2 separate regions of the Rattus norvegicus genome follow, and region 2 is linked to region 1. A link is a contact called in public Hi-C data. All regions are on one chromosome and are shown on one strand. The core of a region is the stretch at or near the end of the contact, and the rest is flanking DNA. Distances in the headings are between cores, read along the strand shown. Region 1 has its middle 93 kb from the start of Cpn2. Region 2 has its middle 15 kb from the start of Hes1.

The links. A called contact is a pair of places that touch in the nucleus more often than the background predicts.
Region 2: a Hi-C map of kidney shows a contact between it and region 1, with 4 times the contacts expected there. The contact joins two enhancer-like sites. A contact is called at or near these places in 6 of 12 Hi-C or Micro-C datasets (the A7r5 cell line, hepatocytes, kidney and 2 more).

What each region holds. Positions count from the first base shown.
Region 1 is chr11:84,082,298-84,085,591 of GRCr8, reverse strand. No RefSeq gene overlaps it. Among named protein-coding and RNA genes, the nearest start is that of Cpn2, 93 kb to the right of the region's middle. Within about 2 kb of position 1,626, at least 16 of the 93 cell types and tissues checked have an H3K27ac peak or open chromatin away from gene starts, as enhancers often do. A contact at or near this core is called in kidney, where this site is marked.
Region 2 is chr11:84,196,239-84,199,532 of GRCr8, reverse strand. No RefSeq gene overlaps it. Among named protein-coding and RNA genes, the nearest start is that of Hes1, 15 kb to the left of the region's middle. Within about 2 kb of position 1,557, at least 4 of the 93 cell types and tissues checked have an H3K27ac peak or open chromatin away from gene starts, as enhancers often do. A contact at or near this core is called in kidney, where this site is marked.

The DNA of each region.
Region 1 (3,294 bases), core at 377-2,876:
TCACTTCCCAGCTCCCAACACAAACAAGTTCCGATCAATGTCTCTGGCATCCACCCCGCCTTTCTCTACTTGGATAAACCTGTCAGTGTGTACCGTGTGTACATACATAACAACCCTACTCCCTGTCTTTCTCCTCCAGCTCTGTATATAGTTTCCATGAGCTAAGACGCTGAGTCTATCACAGGACTGTAAGATATATTGGAAGACATATTTTCTTTTAGAACCTTTAGACCCAGAACATCTGTCTGCTGCTCAGACGACTGGAGATCCTGGCTGATGAAGCCCCTCTTCTTTGGAAGAAATTTCCTTGCTGTGTATCTCTACACACATTCACATGGGCTTTCTTAAACATGGAGGACAGGGGGCCACGAAAGTTACTGAGTTCTTCCCCAAAGTGGCGTGGCCTGCAACGTTAGCCCAATTTATTCATTAATTTTGATTCCTGGACCATTCTCTGTAAAAATAAAAGAGGGGGGACACTATTACACCCTCCAATAGTCCAGGCGGACCTTTCGAGTTCCCCTCCCCTCTACAGTCATTATTCAGCATAATTTGACTGGCTTGAGGCAAGTTGGGAGAGTGAGAAGGCTTGGTGAGAACGGGAGGAGGCAGTGTCCAAATTAGAAACAGATTTAAGGAGCATTTGCAGGGAATTAGGCGGAGGGCCAGGCGTGCTCTCTGGCAGCATGTGGAAACCCTCTTTAGGGACTGTCAGCCTCTAGGTTTCCACAGCGGATGTTTCCCCGGCCAGAGCGCAGCTGGGTTTCAGTTGTCAAAGCCACAGCCAAGACATCTGAGAAGAGGGTGGAGTGCCCCTGTGCGTGACAGCATATACACATAGGCCACTTGTGACGGGCTTGACCTCAGGGCACTCCAGCACAGTACTGCATGTGTACACCCGCTAAGTGACTATGATCACCCCCTCACAAAGGGTATCAATGACACAGGTGTGCACACACAGAAACCAGGACAGACACACAGGCACAGATTTAGGCTATGCCCAGCAATGTTTTCTAGGAGAAGCCACAACCTCTCCTTCTTTGTTTCTCTCACTCCCTCTCCCTCTGTATGTCTGTCTGTCTGTCTGTCTGTCTCCCCCTCTCTGTGGGTATATATGTATATATTCAAATTCGGGAATACATTGCATGTGTGTATATTTGGAGACCAGAGAATATTGTCTGCCCTGCTCCATCATTCTCCTTAGTCTCTTTTTTTTGTTTTCTATTTTTCGTAGCTGGGGACCGAACCCAGGGCCTTGTGCTTGCTAGGCAAGGGCTCTACCACTGAGCTAAATCCCCAACCCATCCTTATTCTCTTCAAATAGGGACTCTCAGTGAGCTTGGCTGGCAGCCAGCAAGCCCCAGCAATCCTCTTAGCCTCACCCCCATCCTGAGCCCCACTCCTCCTCCAACCCTACCCCCATCCCCAGCTCTGGGGCTAAAGGCATTCACGGCCACACTGCCGGGCCTTTTCCATGGGCGCTGGGATCTGAACTCAGGCACGCATACAAGCACAGCAAATGTTCTTCTCTTCTCCAGCCCCCAGAGCAGGTTTTAGTCCTACCCCAGGAGAAGACTAAATGAGAGTGGAATGGCCTAGGGTTAGCCTTTTGACCTCTCTGAGCCTGAATAAACCACAGCAGCGAGGACAGAAATGAGAAACAAAGGTGAGTAACGAGAAACTGTGTCGCCTTTGATGTAAGAGGCAAAGGTAAAATGAGGTGGCACTAGTATTGGTGGCAGGGACAGAGGATAATGGTAACACCCCTTATGGAGGGGACAGAGAGCGCTCTGCTGGCTTGGCTCTCACCTCGATAAAAAGACTAGAAGAGGGGGTTGGGGATTTAGCTCAGTGGTAGAGCGTTTGCCTAGCAAGCGCAAGGCCCTGGGTTCGGTCCCCAGCTCTGAAAAAAAAAAAAAAAGAAGAAAAAAAAAAGACTAGAAGATAGATAGATAGATAGATAGATAGATAGATAGATAGATAGACAGACAGACAGACAGACAAACAGACAGATATCTGGGGAGGAGAATTAAGGCACCCTTTCATATCAGCCCTGTCCTTGTGGCCAGAAGGATCTGTGCCTGGCTGAGCCCTGGGCTCTCTGCTGTCTGGGAGGCTTTACCTTGCCCAGCAAACTAGTATGCCTCAGGCTCTGCCTGCCTCGTCTGCTCTCAGTGGTTTTGCACTAACTATTCCTGCACAGTCCTTGACTTGCTTTCCTTCTTCACCCTACTTCTTTAGTCCTCCTCCCTCCTCTCCTCCACCCTCTTCTTCCCTCCTCTTCCCTCCTTCACCCTTTCCTCCTTCCTGCTCTTTCCTCCTCCCTTCTCCACCCTCCTCCCTTAACTTCATGACTTCCCTCCTGCTGGCCTATTTCTCAGAGTTCTCTCCTTCTTCCCCTCCCCTCGACCTTCAAACCCACTCAGTAGAACCAGCTGCCCTTTCCCAGGAACCTACTTGGCACGCACGTGCTCTTGTTCTGGGTGTTTTGGGCATGGAGAGGGGGAGGGGGCCAATTGATGTCACCCCTGCCCTAGGGGAGTTCCCGAGTCAGTGAACCTTTCAAAACACAGAGCCGCACAGGAGAAACACTTAGGGCCCAGCAGAAAGGCAGGAACATTGCATACACCCTAGGAGGTCAAAGGGCAGTGAGCCAGACCTTACTGCATAGATCAGGGCACCCTGCCCTAAGTTGAGCTGGTGTGGCAAAGAACAGGACAGGCGATTCCAGCACTCAGGGACAGCCAGCCTCGTAGAGCTGCTCTCGAGGCCGTGGGCAGAAGGACACCTCTGAGTGACTAGTGCTAGAATCAAGATGGACCAGAATGGTGAGTGACACAGGAGAGTAAAAGGATTTAGACACAGAATCAGGACGTCCCACATCTCCATCAGACAATGGATTCATAAGAGGCTCCTTGTTGGAACGCAGTGACTGAAGAACCCGGATCCTGTCTCCGGTACATTGCCCAGCAAGAACAATCCATGTAAACAACAATACAGTCACTATGGGAACAGGCAAGAACAATGCCTGGGGATATGGGCTCTCTAAGAATGGTCCCTCTAGTGCCAGGCAGCAGTAGACAAAGTGCATAAAGGTGCCCATGCCTTTAATCTAAGAACTCGGAGGAAGGCAGGGGCAGGTAGACCTCTGAGTTCGAGGCCAGCCGGGTTTACAGAGTGAGCCCCAGGACAGAAACCGTATCTTGGAAAACAGCAAACAAAAAAGAAATATTCTCTACAGAACAGGGAGCAGAGGAGCCACCCATGAAGGCAGAAGTGGGGGGCTCTGGAGGG
Region 2 (3,294 bases), core at 308-2,807, 110 kb before region 1:
TTGACACTGGATCACAGGAGGAACAGGGTTTATAAACCGCCCCAAGAGAAAAGTGTTGACAGCCATCCGCCAAAGACCTGCCTAGATCTAACAAGAAGTGAGCCTCAATGCTAGACTCCAGACTTCCCCCCATACCACCCCTTCAAATCTTCCAGCTTTGTTATGTACACAAAGGGAGGAGAAAGAAGAGGAAGAAGAAGGAGGGGGAGGGGGAGGGGGAGGGGGAGGGGGAGGGGGAGGGGGAGGGGGAGGGGGAGGGGGAGGGGGAGGGGGAGGGGGAGGGGGAGGGGGAGGGGGAGGGAGAGGGAGAGGGAGAGGGAGAGGGAGAGGGAGAGGGAGAGGGAGAGGGAGAGGGAGAGGGAGAGGGAGAGGGAGAGGGAGAGGGAGAGGGAGAGGGAGAGGGAGAGGGAGAGGGAGAGGGTGATGGTAGCTAGCCCAAATCTTTAATCCCAGCACTCTGGAGGCAGTAGCAAGCAGATTTAGCCAAGGTTACACAAAGATACTGTCTCACAAAACAAAAACTATCAAACAAAAGAAAAGAAACAGAAAGAAGAAAGGAAACCGAACCAACAACAAATTTTCCTAATCCCCCACTTCCACCCCACTGCTCCATCCCCAGGGCAAATCAATCTGGCCTATACTAGCCTTTAGGTCTCAGCTTAGACTCTGCAACCTTAGAAGCCTCACCCGGGGGCCTCCTCTTCAGACGTTGTTTTTTATATCATTTCCTTATGTACTGGGCTGTCACCAGTTGTTATCATGTTAAACTACCCATTGTGTAAGTGTGGGAACTCTTTCCATGGTCTCTCTGCCTCCCTAGGAGCTACCACAACGCCTGTCATGCAATAGGGCTAGCCTCATCTGCTTCTGTTGCTGTGATTGGTTTGACCAATCAAAACCAAGTTGGGGATTGTTCAGCTTACAGGTCTCACAGTCAGCATCAAGGGAAGCCGAGGCAGGGACTCCAGTCGGGAACCTGGAGGAAAGGAGATGGAGCCAAGACCACGGAAGAAATTGCATATGGACTTGCTTCTGTTTGCCTACTCAGCCCCAGCGCACCTGCCCAGGGCTGATGCCACCCACGGTGGCTGAGCCCTTTACATCAATTAGCAATCAAGAAAATACCCCCAAAGACATACTTATAGGCCAGTCTAACGAAGGCAATTCCTCAGTTGCCGTTCCTCCTTCCTGGGTGTGTCAAGTTGACAACCAGAGTTGTCTATGACAAGGGACTTAGAAGATTTTCTTAAACAAGCAGGCAAAAAATTCCCCAAACCTGGGGCTGGGGATTTAGCTCAGTGGTAGAGCGCTTACCTAGGAAGCTCAAGGCCCTGGGTTCGGTCCCCAGCTCCGAAAAAAAAAGAACCAAAAAAAAAAAAAAAATTCCCCAAACCTGTTGAGCATTACTGGCACCACTCAGCACCGAATTACAACGAATTACAACCTGCCTTGGCGTTTCCCTCTTCCCTTTCTCACCGCCCTTTCCCACCTCAGGCCCTGTTGGCATGCTTCGTTTACTGGAGTTTTCCCAAGGCCTGCTTTTCATGAGGTGTCCAGGGAAGCCACGCACAGCGTTATTCATTGTCCACGGTGTAAATGATCTACTTTGCTGAGTCTCAAGAAGTGCCCAGCTCCAGCCGGTTTTTCCTCAACTGAACTCTTGACAAAAGACTCGAAAGTTCATTCCGATACCTTCTAAGATAAGCTCAGCCCCACAAAGCCACATGCATCCCTTATCTGTTTCCCAGAAAGCCTAACAGTATCCACCCTACGGGCTGGCCTATGAGGCTAGCCTGTGTCAAGAGAGTATGCGTAGTGACTATTTTCTCCCTGTCCCCAGGTACTTAGGCTACTTTTATAGCCAACCTATTTACAGTTTTTAGTGAGTCTTTGTCAACCTATAGGAAAATACTCCCCCCCCCCCCCCTTGACTGCCAATTCAGGCTAAGATCAGCTGTAAATACAGCACAGCATTCGTTTGTCCTCTTCTAGGTCTCTGTGGGTGTCTCACAAGTGGGCTGACACCAGAGATGCTTCTCAGTTTTTCGTCACATCTCTCCTTAAGATCCACCCAGAACCTGTCTAGATTCGGCAACACTAGGAGAACAGTGACTGAACCTTTGGCTTGTGGAAAAGAATGAGGAAACGGCCTCAGGGGTTCTGCTTGAGGCCACATTAGGAGGCCTTTCTCTTTCACTCCCCTTGTCCAGAGAATTGATCCCTCTCAGGTCAACTCAGCTCTCTGAATTATCAGGTTAAGTCCTCTAGTCAAGGAGTGGAGGTTAGATTAGTGAAGTAGTGAAGCATGTGCAAGGAGGCACTGGGTTCAATCCCCAATACCCCCCAAAAGATTTACAGGCTCGCTCTCTCCTCCCTTCGGCCCTGAGCTGGCCCTGTTATAACTTAAGAGACAGAAGGCACATGAAAGATACTCTGCAGACCTATGAGGTTTCGCTTTTGCACACTGAGGGGGCCTTAACCATGCTCTAAGGAGCCAGTTATACTGAGAAACTATGGGAACAGGGTTGTGACTAGATGTCCACGGGGTGTTTGTGAGCACAAAATTTAAGATGAAGTGCTCCTGCATTTTGAACCACCTGGGCCCAGCACTTGAGTCAAATTTACTCTGGGGGTCTTTGAAGTTCTCTTTGGCTTTGTTTATGACCTTGGAGGAGCCTCTTGGCCACAGCCTTTAAAGTATACTTGAAAGTTTGATATGTATTTTTTATTTTTTTAAATGATAACATAATTACCTCATTTCTACCTTCCCTTTCCTCTCTCCAAACCTCCCATGTTACGCCCCGTCCTTGGTCTATCTCAAATTCATAGCCTTTTTTCTTTAATAGGGGCGCGCGCGCGCGTGTGTGTGTGTGTGTGTGTGTGTGTGTGTTCCTCAATATATAAATACAACCTGCTCAGTCTGTGTAATGTCACTTATATGTGTATATTTTCAGAACTATGTGATATTGGATAACAAATTGGTATTGTTCTTCCCTGGAGTTCTTGGTCTTCAGCTGAGTCCAACTAAACTTTCCCCTTCCATGTAAGCATGTCTACGGGTGTCCTTCTTGCTCAATATGTTTAGGCAGCCATGCTGCTAAGACTTCATGAATATAGCATCTGACATTTCTAAGAGACACAATCTCAGGGTAAACTTTCTCTTCATCTGTCTCCTACAGTCTTCCCTCTCCTTCTGCTGCAATGATTCCCGGGCCTTAGGTTAGTGAGTTGGTTCATAGATGTATCATTAGGGACGAGGCTCTACAATTCTGCATTTTGATCTATTGTGTTTTC